Linked DNA regions of Mus musculus: regions 1 and 2 are each linked to region 3. A link is a contact called in public Micro-C data. All regions are on one chromosome and are shown on one strand. Each heading gives the region's core, a stretch centred on a gene start, on an enhancer-like site or on the middle of the called end of the contact. The rest is flanking DNA. Distances are from core to core; before and after follow the strand shown.

Region 1 (4,439 bases), core at 1,182-3,681, 1.6 Mb after region 3:
ATGTTCCAAAATTATCCCCACAACACGAAATGTTTCCTTTACTTCATTATTGCTTCTCTATAGAACAAGAACCTCAAATGGGTCATATGACATTCTCCTGTGCTCTGGCCAGCCCAGAATCCCGGATACCCCCCTCATACACACACACACACACACACACACACACACACACACACACACACACACCAAAAAGGGGGCGCTGCTTTCACCCTGGTGCATACAGGATTGAGGTCCCTCAGAAACTCAACTTCACACTTATTCCATTCCTAAATGGTTTACTGGTAAGGATTCTGAGGAGTTAACTTCTTTGAGAATTTCTCTCTCCCCTCGTCTGCTCAATTGCCTTCCCCTTTCTAAATCTTTCTTGCTTTGCCATTATCTCTTTGCCCCCCACCCCCAGCCTGCCTGGGGTGGAATCAGAGGGTAAGGTGTCCTGCAAATCCAGCCCATAAAGCTGCTTGGATACATTAGAAACACATGAATATCCCGAAATACAAAGTGTCTTTAAAACCAGCCATGGACTGTTTATCCTAATACCAGATCAATGCAAAGAAGTAGTTCCAGAGAATGGTGCTGACAGCCTCTTCCGAGTTAAAGTGAGGGCAGGTAAATTTAATTTGCAAATGAAAATCAAATCTGATCAGACCTCCTGTTTGGTTCCCTTTGTCCTTTTCTTCTCCAACCCTAGGAGCCTAGGGTCTAGGAGCCCAGGGTCCTGTAATCCTGGTTGGTCAGGAGTCCTCTATCAAGAAAAAAAAAAAAAAAAATGCAGCCAAATCAGGCCAGATGCAAGAGGGCTGTCAGCGCCAATGGACCCAGGTTTGACTAGTAAAACCAAGAGCTTAGGAAAACCTATGGAGACCCCTTGAACAAAGGCTGGGCTGTAGCCATGCTGCCCTTGAAGGCCTTCGCTGAGAAATCTGCATGCATCAGACAAAACTGGGGCATCAGTGGAGACTTCTCTAGCTTCCACCCCAGCCTGGCTCTTGGCTCCAGAGCTCCTATGGCCACTATTGTCTGAAGGTGACCGTGAATGCTCTGACTTCTCTTCCCTAAGCCATGGAGAACCATGTTAAGTTGTTGGTGTTTCTGCAAGAAGAACCCCAAGCCTGAAGACAAAAAGAGCTCAGAAAGTCAGGCCCTGCCAGCTGGACAGACACACAAATTTTCCCTGTGCCTTTGGTAAATGAGGAAGAACACTGGATGAGACTGCTGGCTCTTTAAGAGTCAGGCTTCATCCTCCAGCCGTTCTTTTCCCACACCAAGCTGGTCTGGTATAGTCTGGAGCATTGTATAAGAAACCATTAATGAATCTCTTCTCTCCCTCTGAAAGTCTGAGGAATTGCTGTTTTACAGTGAGTAGAATTTCTAGAAAGTCTTACCCCAAATTATTCCCAGAGTTCATTCTAATATGAGAAACAATTTCCAATGATGCCTACAGCTCAATTACTAGCAGGACATGCAGATACTTTAAAACAGTGAAGAAGCAACCCAGGAAAGGGAGAAGGAGCTAGATATGCTCCTATGCCCTTGATACAAGCCTAGTAGAAAATCCACATCAATGTATGAGATTTAAGACAGGGGGAGAACAAGGATGCTACTTTCTCTAAATAATTCTGTCTTGGGTTTTCTCTCTCTCTCTTTTAAATTGATAAGAAAATATAAACTTCAGTAATTCACATTCCAAGTCCTTCCACGACAGGGATACCACGTGTAGGAAGCAAAGCCCACTGAATTCAAAGATGCAGCCCAAAGCCTCCCCGCTGCTTCGTTCTTCCCAGACAAACCTGCTTCTGATTCCTCTGTGGAAAAAGATGAGTTCCTTTCTCACCATTTTTGGAGCCGGAGGGACCCAGCCGACTTTGGCAGTCTGTAGAGCTGAGGCCCTTCCCCTGAGTGCAGGGCTCCCGGCTCCAGTGAACTGAGGGGGAGGAAAGAACGTGGAGCTGGTCTTGGCTGCTGTGTGGACCAGCAGTACAGCCACTGCCAGAGGTGAACTGGCATAGGCATCGGCTGGTGGAGCCTTCCTGAGCTGTGTTTTCGTTTTTTCCGAACCTAGCTGGAAAACTTCGGAGGTTCAGAAACCCAGCTAAGAGCAGGGCGGCCGACAGAAAAGAACCAGTCCAGCCTGTAAACACCGCCCCCAAAACTCTACAAAGAGAGAGGGAAAAAAAAAAGATGCTGAGAAACCAAACAGAGCCAGAAGCCAGATAGCAAAGGATGGGGGAATTGAGAGCGAGGGGAGGTGGGCAGTCGGCTCTGTCTCTGGGCTTTCATTGTAGTTTCTCACGCTGACTAGACAGCAACTTTCAACTTGACCTTGGCCTCCAGCGTGTCTGACCTGTATGTAAACTGCCCTCGAGTCTCCGAGAGTCTCCGAGAATTGGAGCCTGGAACCGTACTTCGTCTCTTTGTCACTGTTGAGTTTTACAATGCCACTTAGAGGGAGGAAGGAGTGGGGGGACGGATGAAAAGGGCTCCAAAGTAACACAGAAATCAAGTCTTCACAGAGGTTGGTTCTTTAGTCTGCAAATGGTCAGGCAGTAAGAAGGTAAACTCGGGGCAAATCAATATTTACCCAGGACCGCTAAAGTCAGGAGAGAAAGGACTCCCTGGGTGTGGGGGAGAATTGGGTGTGGGGATCAGGGAAGGTTTTATTGGGCGACACTTAACATTAGTCAGAACAAACCCAGGATCCGGGCAGATAAAAGCCTGAGCCTCGCCTTACTGGTCCCAATCTTACCAGAAGCCCAGGGGGCTTACAGAGCAGCAGATGAATTGGGTGGTATGTCTGATGCTCTAGCTTAGGGCTAAGTCTACAAGCTAGGACTAGAGAACAGGTCCAAGCCTGGCTGCCTACCAGAGCATTTGAGCAAAGATAGTACAGAACTCTTCCCAGTCTATATTTTCCAGAACGCACCACTTTCACTTTGACCATTTGTTCCCCTCTGGATGTCTGACCAGTTCACACTTGCACAACCAGAAATGCATGTAGTCCTAAGGAGGCAGGGTCCCCAGAATCCTTTATCAAAACACTGCATCCAAACGTTGCTCTCCCAATACAAACACCCCACCAAGCTCAAGGTACAGAGGAACTCATCAGCTGAACCCCGGCACCTTGAACCCACTACAGGCTGAGCCCCTATTAGGAGAAAAACCATGAAAGGATCCCAAAGAGCCTTTTTCTCTTTCCCCAAAACGGAATGCAACAGTGGATTGCCAGGTGTCTGAAGTGTCCAACTCAGGATCTATGGAGTGACTTGTAGGAAGTCCCAGAACCGTGGCTGGAGTTCCAGCCAGCAGCCCAGCTGGGGCCTGTTCCTCTTAAACCCCTTCAGGAAAAGGCAGCCGGACTCCTGAGACAGGAGTGTGAGTGAATGGTGCTTTCTTCATCTGAAATCCTCTGCGGACCAGAGAGAATAGCTGCTGCATCGGAATGAATAGCGAGCTGTATATACAAGTTGGACAATGTGGCAGTATGCATCTCTCTCTCTCTCTCTCTCTCTCTCTCTCTCTCTCTCTCTCTCTCTCTCTCTCTCTCTGTGTGTGTGTGTGTGTGTGTGTGTGTGTGTGTGTGTGTGTGTGCGCGCGCGCGAATATTTGCGCTCGCGTGTGTGATGAGTGTAGGAGATACAATTAGTTGTTCTGATCTTCTGAGTCCTTAGGCCTAATTGAAATTGTCCTCTAGAGCCTGAGAACAGGGAAGGGAGCTCCCAAATGCAGCCCAAACTTCCCAGAGAAATGTCCTGGGACCCTTGCTCCAGACTTCTCCTGGAACCAACAGGAAACAAACGCCCTTGTTCCCCAGGGGGGGGTGGGGAGTGCAATCTCGGCCAGGCGAAAGCTCCCACATCCTTGGGAGGGTCTAGCTGCAGAAAGATGTATCCATCCCTGGAAAGAAAACAGCCCCAGAGGTCCCTAAAACATGCCAGGACATCCTGGGCCAGTCCAAGGCCAAGGCAAACCCTCATTCCTGGCCACTGGAGAATTTACCTGACTTGTCCCCACGACCTCAGGTCGCACCCCAACCGCAGCCGCTCACTGCCCCTCCCAACCTCCGCGCGAAACCCGGGAAGGGATCGGGGTCCCTGTGTTCCCAGCCCCACCCGCCCTAGTTTCTCCCCCCCACCCACCCCCGCCTCCTCCGTGGGTGACTGCTGCGCGGCCGCGCGGCGGGAGCTAGAGCTGGCGCAGAGGACCGCGCGGGCGGCGGCGGGGACGGCGGGCCCAGCGCGGAGCCGAGCCGGAGCCTCCCGCTTTGCATACGCCGGGGGCGGGCCGGGGGCGGGCCAATGGGCGGCCGCCTGGCGCGACCCCGCAGGGCGCGACCCGCCCCCCTCGCTCGGGCCCCGGCCCCGCGCGCCGCGCTCTTCACTTCTTGGGGGCTTTTTAAAACAGCGCCACTGGGGTCTTCTCCATGCGGCTCGGGCTATGACAGC
Region 2 (4,567 bases), core at 1,923-4,422, 1.5 Mb after region 3:
CCTTGTTAGACCGGCTCAGCAGCTCCGGGCTTGGTGGCCCAGCAGAGTGGTGATCATTATTATACATACATTCAACATTCAAAAACCCCTCCTCACCCATCACTTGCTAATCAGGCTGTGTGCTGGGTTAAGGGAGAAGAGGTTCGCCCCACAGAAGCTGCCTAGGGACCCTGGAGCCCCTGCCCCTTCCCTGCCAATGTCAAACCGGAAGGGAGAAGGCTGGAGCTGCACAGGTCGGGTCGTGAGATGTCACAAAGCCAGAAATAGGGAAAGAAGTCAGTGGCTGGTAGAGGGTACCACTCCCCAGATGCTGTGTAGTTGAGGCCCTGGGAAGGTGAGCCGGCTCCCAGGTTCCTCGCCAAGTGGCAAGCATCTCCCTAGCAGTAAATCATCTCTCCCCTAAATGGCTGGGATGTTGCCATCAACAAGCCCCCTGCCATGCGTTGGAAAAGCTGGTGAAGATTAATTTCTACCTGCTCTGCATACACAGCATTTTGTTCCAAGAAACAGCGAGTTCCCTTCGCAGCTCTTGCCCTTGACAGGAGAGTGGGGGCCCAGTTGAAGGGTACGAGGGGCTTGGGAGTGGGTTGTTCCCGGGTAGCTGTTGAACCAAGGCCTCGACCTCTGATAGAGTGGTGGTTTCGGTGGAGAATGGCAAGGCCTGGCCACCCCAGGGGACGCTTTCCCACCCCATTCCTGCTCCTAAGCAGCCAATGTCGCTTCTGGGGCTCCTGGATCCTCTAGGCGGAGTCCTTTATGGTGTCCCCCCCCCCACCTCCACCTCCTTTCCCCTGTGCATCTGAGAAGAGAGGTGACAGGTGGGATGCTGGAGGAGCCCCGAAGGCTCCCCCGACCTCCACCCCACGACGTCCATCCTGCAGTCGGCAGCCCCGAGGGCGCCCCCTTATCTGGTGAGGGGCACCTCCTCTCTCTGGTCCAACGCCGCCACGGAGGAGGCCTTGCTGAGCACAGAGGGGGCGAACGTGAGGAAGGAGTCCGAGCGGGAGGTGGAGGCACAAGTGAAGTCTGAGGCGGCGGCAGCGGCGGCGGCCCTGGGCGCCAGCCCGTTGGCCGGGCCGCTGTGGCAGGCGAGGCAGGAGCAGGGCCCGGCGGCAGCGGCGGCGGCGGCCGAGGCGCCGAGTCCGTGCGCCGGGCCGGGATAGAGCGGCGGGTGGCGGAAGGCGCACAGCAGTTCGGGCCGTGGGTAGGGCTGCGAGAGCACGCGGAAGGTGTCGAGCGGGCGCAGGGGGCCGCTGAAGGGCGAGGCGGCGGCCGAGGCGGCGGACGCGGCGCCCAGGCCCACGGGCGAGTAGTAGGGCAGGGGCAGGTGCGACGGGAAGGGGTAGGGCAGGCCGCCCGCGGCCGCCGCGTGGCTCATCATGTAGGTGTAGAAGGCAGGGTCGGCCGGGTGCGGCCACGTCATGGCCAGCCGCTGACGCTTGTCCTTCATGCGCCGGTTCTGAAACCACACCTGAGGAGAGGAAGAGGAGCGCCTTGGAGGGCTGCGCCAGGCCCAGGCCCATGGCTGGGGGTGGGTGGGGTGCGAGGGCCATGCTCGCAGTGAGGGGGGCTGGGGAGTGGGGGGAGAGTCAAAAGCAACTCCAGCTGACAAGGGCAGGCCACCAACCCAGATGGAAACCCTCGGGAGCAGGACTGGGCAGCCGCTCAGCCTGCCCACCGGGCTTAGCATCACAAGCTGGAGTGAGGGTACTAAGAGGAAGGCCTGCCTCAATGGATCTGGGGAGGCAAAAGACATTTTCCCATAGATTTAGGGCTCCCTGTTCTTTGGGGACACTGTCACTTGCAGTCACCTGTCTCCGTAGTCTGTTTGCCTAGGAAAAGGACGGGAATCTTGGCAGCAGTGGCTGACTATGGACTGTCAGAGGGAAATTCTGAGTGTACCAGATTGGAGAGTCCAGGCCCAGACGATTCAGCTGCAGTAGACCGTTGACATCTCCTTCCTACTAACCTAGGTACATAGCCACCTCGAGGATCCTAGCCCAGCCTACCTTGATGGTAGTTTCAGGAAGGTTTAAGGCTGCTGCCAGTTCGCATCTCCGCGGTCTTGAAACGTAGTTCTCCCTGTAGAACTCTTTCTCCAGCCTTGCAATCTGCTCCCGGGTAAAGGCCGTGCGGTATCGGCGCATCTGGTCACTGGCGCTGCAGGCCAGGGTGCCTTGAGAGCCGCTGCCGCCGCTGCCACCGTTACTCTTGGGGGCCTCGCTGCCACTGGTAGGACTGCTACCCAGAGCATCGGAGCCTGGCGCTGCACAGGAGCCCAGAGCACACAGGTGCACATACAGAGACACAACACAAATACACAAACAAATGCTGACTTCAGGCTGGAGGAGGGGCATTAGAAGGAGAACCCCTTAGCTTCCTCAGTCACTGATTCTGCTGGGGCTCTGGAAGCTTCACCGGAGAGGTCTTGACACAGAAAAGGTTTGGGGCAGGCTTAAAGTGGCTGTTTGGAAGACCTGGACCTAAGGCATACTGGGTCTAAAGGCTTCCCTTCCGCTTGCCCCTGGGTGCAGCAAAGGGCATATCCCCTGAACTCTCTGCTTGTGTTGGTAGGGATGGGTAAGGATGTGCCGGAACACTGAATTCTTGAGGTTAATGTATTGTAGCTTGTTGGACATACAGTGAGCTTCCTCGATCTTGTGTGTGTGTGCACCAGTATGCCAGTACCAGGTGTGGGGATGTGTGTTGGGTTGCACCTATTGCAGGAGTGGTATATTTTGAGTATGGGTTGTGAGGACATGGTATGGTAGAGAAGCTGGGTTAGATAGATGATAAGATGATAGGAGATGGAGGTGGATACTTAACAAGGTGGTGTTGGCTGCCTAGGCCTAGAGGTAGAGGCAAGCCTTTCCCACCCATTCCCATGGTTTTGTGGAGGTGTGTCTGCTGATGGGCTTCCAGTCTTTCATTCCTAGGAGTGGATATTGTTGGTATAGAGAGACTCCCTTCTGAGCTATCCACCCCCACTCCCATTAGCCCCTGGTGAGAAGGAGCAGTGTAATTAAAGTACCAACCCCTTAGACCCACCCCAGAGGAGGGTGGGGCTCCAGCCCCCCTGCAGCTGCTTTTCCTTTGGGTGGAGAAGTGAGACTGAGGGAAAGAGGGAGGGGGAGGGCCCAATCCCCGCCTTTTCAAATGCAACCGGAGACCAAAGGCAATTAGACCATTGGGACCATTTCCGACCTGGCGCCGCCAGCCCGGGAAGTGACAAGGTAATTTGGACCTCTGACCGACGTGCAAACTGGTCGGAGGGCTGCAGCCCTCCGGAGACCAGAGTCCGCCACGATTTTACGGTCCTTTATATTCTCCGGGCTTCCGCGCCTCCTTGTGCCTTGCTCCCCTCCAGTCAAACTGCCCGGACAACCGTTTGATCTTGCCCTACCCGACGGATGTGTCTTTCCGTCTTAGCTGAATCATTCCCACAAAACTCGGGGGTTGGGAGGTTGGGGTGCGTTTTGGACCCCTCAAGTCAAGACTTGTGCCAACGCTGACATTCGTCCAGGCACAACTGTCACTCTAATGGGATAACACGAGAGCCCTCACACACACTAAGGTGCAGAGAGCAAAAGAGTTGTTCAGGTGCCCCCGCCCCACTCACCCAACCCCCAGCCATCCTGCCCCAAGGGAAAGGAGCATCTTGCACCTGGCCTGAGATGAAGGGAACTGTGGGTGGAGTGGGCGGACCGGGGAGCGGAGGGGCAAGGTGGCTACCTTTGCTGTGCTGGTACTCGGCGTTCCCGGTGGCGCAGTCTGGGGTGCAGCTCACCTCGATTTCTTCATAGAAATCCGATTCGGTGTCTGAGCTACTAGGTTGCCCTTGGCCAGAGAGGCTGTCCGCGGAGGGGACTGGGGGTCCCGGGCCAAGCATGGCCGCTCCAGCAGACCGTGGCTCGGCGCCCAGCCCTGCAGCACTGCCTGCTAGTCCATCGACCGGCTCCTCCTCCTGGCCTCCCCCGCCACGCTCCCGGGAAGTCGGAGGGCCGGCTCGCGGGCTCAGGCAACCGTGGGGCACCATCTTCTCTGGCGGTTCAGGCAGCGGGCTGCTCACGGCTTCGGACAAATTAGAGACCCTCTTACCAACCAGAGTGCCAAGCTGACCCCCATCCAGAAACATAACCATGTCCTTTCGGCTCTCCATCCCCGGACTCTCCAGAGGGGGGGAGGGGGAAAACCCCCAAGTAAGCTCCTAATCCCAGGCTCCCTGGGATCTTGGCTGAGAAGAGGAGCTAAGGCGACAAGGCAGGCGCCGGGTAGCCCCAGCGCCGTGTCGACGGCGACCGCGGAGATGGCAGTGGGGAGCTAGGGTCACCTTGTGATGCGAGCGCTCCTCTGTGCCGCACCGCCTCTGGGAGGAAGCCCCATTGCCCTCTTCTTTCTAAGCTGTCATCCTCCTGCTGCAATCGTCATTACAGTACCGCTGGTGACGCCACTCGGCGAACGCAAGTGGATAAATAGAAACGTCTGCCACAGTGAAGATGAAAGGAGACCCGCAGCTAATGGCTCGGCAGTGATGCGCCAGGTGTGGGCCTCGCTCGAATGGGGAGGA
Region 3 (4,563 bases), core at 650-3,149:
GTGTGTGTGTGCTCACGCACTCCTGTTATCTTTAGATAGTGGACAACTCCTCTGTCAGTCTTAGAGGTATCTGTATCTATCTGTAAGGGAGGGTAAGTGATCCAGCCACACTGCAGAGCCGTGTGGAGGTGCCCTTCCTTCCCTTTGCTTATCCTAGTTCTGAGAATGTCTGCAGAAGGTCCAGAGGTGATACGGGCTCCTGCCAATCATTGAGATTTGCTTCCTGCTATTCCCAATTCCATATGAGGCATCTCTCAGCTTCCCAACTGACCTCTACTTATCTGCTGTGGGAGGTGGGCACTTGGAAACAGGTCCTCTCCAGGCATCTCTGGGGCGGGCTCACCTGAAAGTCAGCAGCACTTGGGGATGGTTTCCTCTGTGAACCCCATATGATCCTCCTTCCCGGCAAGGACAGTGTCTCTGACCAAGACCAGCAGAACTGGCAAGGTATGTAACACTGTACCAGAACAGATTCTCCTCCTTCCTGCAGCTACACTCAGAGGAGTCAGGAGTTTGGGGTTGTCACAGTAACTGAAAAGTAAACTCCTTGTTTCATTTTAGTAAAACAAACACTTGTGTCTCCATAGTTGCCTTTTATTCGAAGCTCAAAGCAAAACACAGTAAACTGGGTGTACTTCACTACAGACTTACCTGTTTTAGTCCAAAACCCATCTCCCACCAAATTGGGGTCGCTGTTGTACCCATGAAGTCTTCACTTACCACCCTGCCAGGTTCAGCACATGGCTCCATCACTCCCCTTGATAAACTGCTCAACAAGAAAATGACATAACAGAGTGACTAAACTATTTGAATCTTTGCAGATTTCTCCTCTTCCTTGCTCAGTTTCCTAATGTGATCTGTCAGTGTGCCTCTCTTCCCATACAGACAGTCAGCCCCCTGAAGCCAGGATATGGGCTCTAATTTTCCACACTGCTAGCACACAGTAAATCCTGAAGGGCTACTTTCAAAATGTTGCTTTGCATGAACAAATAATAAGCAACAGCTATCTCTTGCTTGTTTTCATTCTTATCAGACACTGGCCCTAAGGGAACCCCGGATAAAATGGTGCACTATTGTGTATTAATAATAAAAGTTAATATCCGACACCTGGCACCCCCCAAGAAATCTAAGCCTGAGCACCTTGGAGCCTGAAAACGTTCAAGATTGCTATAAGCTCTGGCACAAAGTAGGCGGGCCCCTCAAGAAGCAATCTCCAAAGGCTCTGTGCAGCGTATTGTATACAGGCCCGGGTTCCGAGGCTATTTGAAGGGCTTTAACACTGCAGGAGAATTAATCTAGCTGAATAGCCAAGTCTGTCCGTGTCACAGTCACTGTAACAGTTCCACTTCTGAGCTTTCTTCAGAGGTTTTCCCAGAGCGAGAACCGGCAGATAATTCGGTTTAGGAACCTAAAAGAGGCGGTGCCTCTCCTTGGACATGAGCAAAGGACACCAGAAACCCAAACACTTTAAAAGGACTGAGCAACAGTCCTGTCAACAGTCCACTGATGGCCTTGCCAGGAAATCTTGTGTTCCCCTAAACTTGGAGCACGATGCCAGGGAATTCCGTGTTGTCTCAACATCTTGCAGGGTGGCACCGGGAAGAGAAGAGTAGGTAAAATGTAGGCGCCCTGCCTCTGCGCCGAAGCCGCCGGCGAACCGGCCTAAAATAAAAAGGTCTCTGTCTGCAATCCCCGTTTGCTCGCCCGGTAATCCACCCCCGCCCCCAGCCTGCGCGCCGACCCGTACAGCTGTTTTTAATCCCTACTTTTCTCACTTGGCGTCCGGGCTAGGGCTGACCAGACGCGGAGCCACTTAGTGTTTCCTCCTCCCCCAGCCGGGGTCTGTCCTGCCTCCGCCGTCTCCTCTTTCTCCGCCTGCATCCCCCGGGGGGCAGAGTGTGGGAAGAACGAATTTCCGCCGGTTTGCTCGCTCCACGCCGACATGGGTCCCTTCCGGACGCTGCTTGCGCGTCCCCCAGGCTGCTCACTCCGGCTGCACTCCCAATCCCCCCGGATCGCGAGCGGGCAGGCGCCGGAGACGTGGGCCTAGCGGCCGGTACTCTGCAGCCAAGCCGCACCCCAGCAGCTCTTGGAAGGGATCCCGCCTGCAGCGGGGGAATCCGTTTGGCGGGGAGAATCCGCGCCAGGGAATCCAGCTCTCCGGACTCCAGAGCAAACAAAAAGCACCAACTCTTGCTCGCTCCTCCCGCCCCCGACGCTCACCCGAAGAAACAGTTTTCTGCAGAAATGCAACAAGTAGCACCCCAGATTCGCCGAGCGCCCAGCGCCTTCTGATTTGGCTCCGCGAACTTGGCCTGCGGAGACCCGGGCGAGCCACCGGGACAAAGAGGAAGGGCTGGACGGAGCACCAGCGAAGTACGAAAGAGGCCTTTTTAGCGACTCAGGCCCGGCCGAGGGGAATGCAGAGGAGACACAGAGCCGGCCGGCCCAGAAGACGATCCGGCCGCAGCGCGCTGGGCGGGCGGCGATGGAGGGTGTGGGTGCCGTGCGCTTCTGGCTCGTGGTGTGCGGCTGCCTGGCGTTCCCGCCGCGGGCCGAGTCCGTGTGCCCGGAGCGCTGCGACTGCCAGCACCCCCAACATCTCCTATGCACCAACAGGGGACTTCGCGCTGTACCCAAGACCAGCTCGCTGCCTAGTCCCCAGGACGTGCTCACCTACAGCCTAGGCGGCAACTTCATCACCAACATCACCGCCTTCGACTTCCACCGTCTGGGGCAGCTCAGACGGCTGGATCTGCAGTACAACCAGATCCGTTCTCTCCACCCCAAGACCTTCGAGAAGCTCTCACGACTAGAGGAGCTGTACCTGGGGAACAACCTCTTGCAGGCGCTCGTTCCTGGCACGTTGGCTCCGCTGCGCAAGTTGCGCATCCTTTACGCCAACGGCAACGAGATTGGACGCCTGAGTCGCGGGTCCTTCGAGGGCCTGGAGAGTTTGGTCAAGCTACGGCTGGACGGGAACGTGCTGGGAGCGCTGCCGGACGCGGTCTTCGCTCCCCTGGGCAACCTGCTCTACCTACACCTGGAATCTAACCGGATCCGTTTTTTGGGCAAGAACGCCTTCAGCCAGCTGGGTAAGCTTCGATTCCTCAATCTCTCGGCCAACGAGCTGCAACCCTCTCTGCGCCACGCGGCCACCTTTGTCCCTCTGCGCTCCCTCTCTACTCTCATCCTCTCAGCCAACAGCCTACAGCACCTCGGCCCCCGCGTCTTCCAGCACCTGCCACGCCTAGGCCTGCTCTCCCTCAGTGGAAACCAGCTCACGCACCTCGCCCCAGAGGCCTTTTGGGGACTGGAGGCCCTACGTGAGCTGCGCCTGGAAGGTAACCGGCTGAACCAGCTCCCCCTGACACTGCTGGAGCCTCTGCACAGCTTGGAGGCACTAGACCTGAGTGGCAATGAGCTTTCTGCTCTGCACCCTGCCACCTTTGGCCACCAGGGCCGGCTCCGTGAGCTCAGCCTGCGCGACAACGCGCTCAGCGCCCTTTCTGGGGACATCTTTGCCGCCAGTCCGGCTCTCTACCGGCTGGATCTAGACGGCAATGGTTGGACCTGCGACTGCCGGTTGCGGGGTCTGAAACGCTGGATGGGCAACTGGCATTCTCAGGGTCGCCTCCTTACGGTCTTCGTGCAGTGTCGCCACCCCCCGGCCCTGCGGGGCAAGTACCTGGATTACCTGGATGACCAACTGCTGCAGAATGGGTCTTGCGTGGATCCCTCACCTTCCCCTACAGCAGGCAGTAGGCAGTGGCCGCTACCCACATCGTCAGAAGAGGGGATGACGCCCCCTGCAGGCCTCTCGCAGGAGCTACCACTGCAGCCGCAGCCGCAGCCCCAGCAGCGGGGAAGACTTCTACCAGGAGTGGCCTGGGGTGGGGCTGCCAAGGAACTGGTGGGCAACCGCAGCGCATTAAGGTTGAGCCGGCGGGGACCAGGTCCCCATCAGGGCCCCTCTGCTGCGGCTCCGGGCTCTGCCCCACAGTCCTTGGACCTGCACGAGAAGCCGGGGAGAGGACGTCACACCCGAGCCAATCTCTCCCAGACGGAGCCCACCCCGACGTCTGAGCCCGCCTCTGGGACACCATCTGCCAGAGACAGCTGGCAGCGCGCAGCAAAGCAGCGCCTAGCGTCCGAGCAGCAAGAGAGCGCAGTCCAGTCCGTTAGTGGGGTTGGTTTGCCACCTCTGGTGTCTGACCCCTGTGACTTCAACAAATTCATTCTGTGCAACCTGACAGTAGAGGCGGTGAGCGCCAACAGCGCCTCGGTGCGCTGGGCGGTTCGCGAACACCGCAGTCCCCGGCCGCAGGGCGGCGCACGCTTCCGCCTGCTTTTCGACCGCTTTGGCCAGCAGCCCAAGTTCCAGCGCTTCGTCTACCTGCCGGAGCGCAGCGACTCGGCCACGCTGCACGAGCTGCGCGGAGACACCCCCTACCTAGTATGCGTGGAGGGTGTGCTCGGGGGTCGCGTTTGCCCCGTGGCCCCCCGAGACCACTGCGCAGGGTTAGTAACCCTGCCAGAGGCAGGAGGTCGAGGTGGCGTCGA

Evidence for each region. Hi-C and Micro-C count contacts between places; a contact is called where the count stands out from the background.
Region 1: a Micro-C map of embryonic stem cells shows a contact between it and region 3, with 7 times the contacts expected there. The contact joins the promoter of Hottip here to the promoter of Tril in region 3. A contact is called at or near these places in 1 of 39 promoter capture datasets (embryonic stem cells), 1 of 484 Hi-C or Micro-C datasets (embryonic stem cells), 1 of 115 datasets of contacts at active chromatin or transcription factors (embryonic stem cells) and 1 of 9 other capture datasets (embryonic stem cells).
Region 2: a contact with region 3 is called in a Micro-C map of embryonic stem cells, with 6 times the contacts expected there. The contact joins the promoter of Evx1os here to the promoter of Tril in region 3. A contact is called at or near these places in 1 of 39 promoter capture datasets (embryonic stem cells), 4 of 484 Hi-C or Micro-C datasets (all in embryonic stem cells) and 1 of 9 other capture datasets (adipose tissue).

The regions. Positions count from the first base shown.
Region 1 is chr6:52,260,767-52,265,205 of GRCm38.p6, reverse strand. It overlaps Hottip (Hoxa distal transcript antisense RNA), which reads right to left and starts at 2,431. Exons shown (of 2, transcript NR_110442.1): 1 at 2,342-2,431. Hoxa13 (homeobox A13) reads left to right here and starts at 4,326. Exons shown (of 5, transcript NM_008264.1): 1 at 4,326-4,439. The coding sequence starts at 4,432.
Region 2 is chr6:52,313,437-52,318,003 of GRCm38.p6, reverse strand. Evx1os (even skipped homeotic gene 1, opposite strand) reads left to right here and starts at 3,172. Exons shown (of 4, transcript NR_038163.1): 1 at 3,172-3,233; 2 at 4,434-4,567. Evx1 (even-skipped homeobox 1) reads right to left here and starts at 4,506. Exons shown (of 3, transcript NM_007966.4): 1 at 3,733-4,506; 2 at 2,010-2,266; 3 at 1-1,471. The coding sequence starts at 4,159. The coding sequence ends at 905.
Region 3 is chr6:53,818,161-53,822,723 of GRCm38.p6, reverse strand. It overlaps Tril (TLR4 interactor with leucine-rich repeats), which reads left to right and starts at 1,899. Exons shown (of 1, transcript NM_025817.4): 1 at 1,899-4,563. The coding sequence starts at 2,489.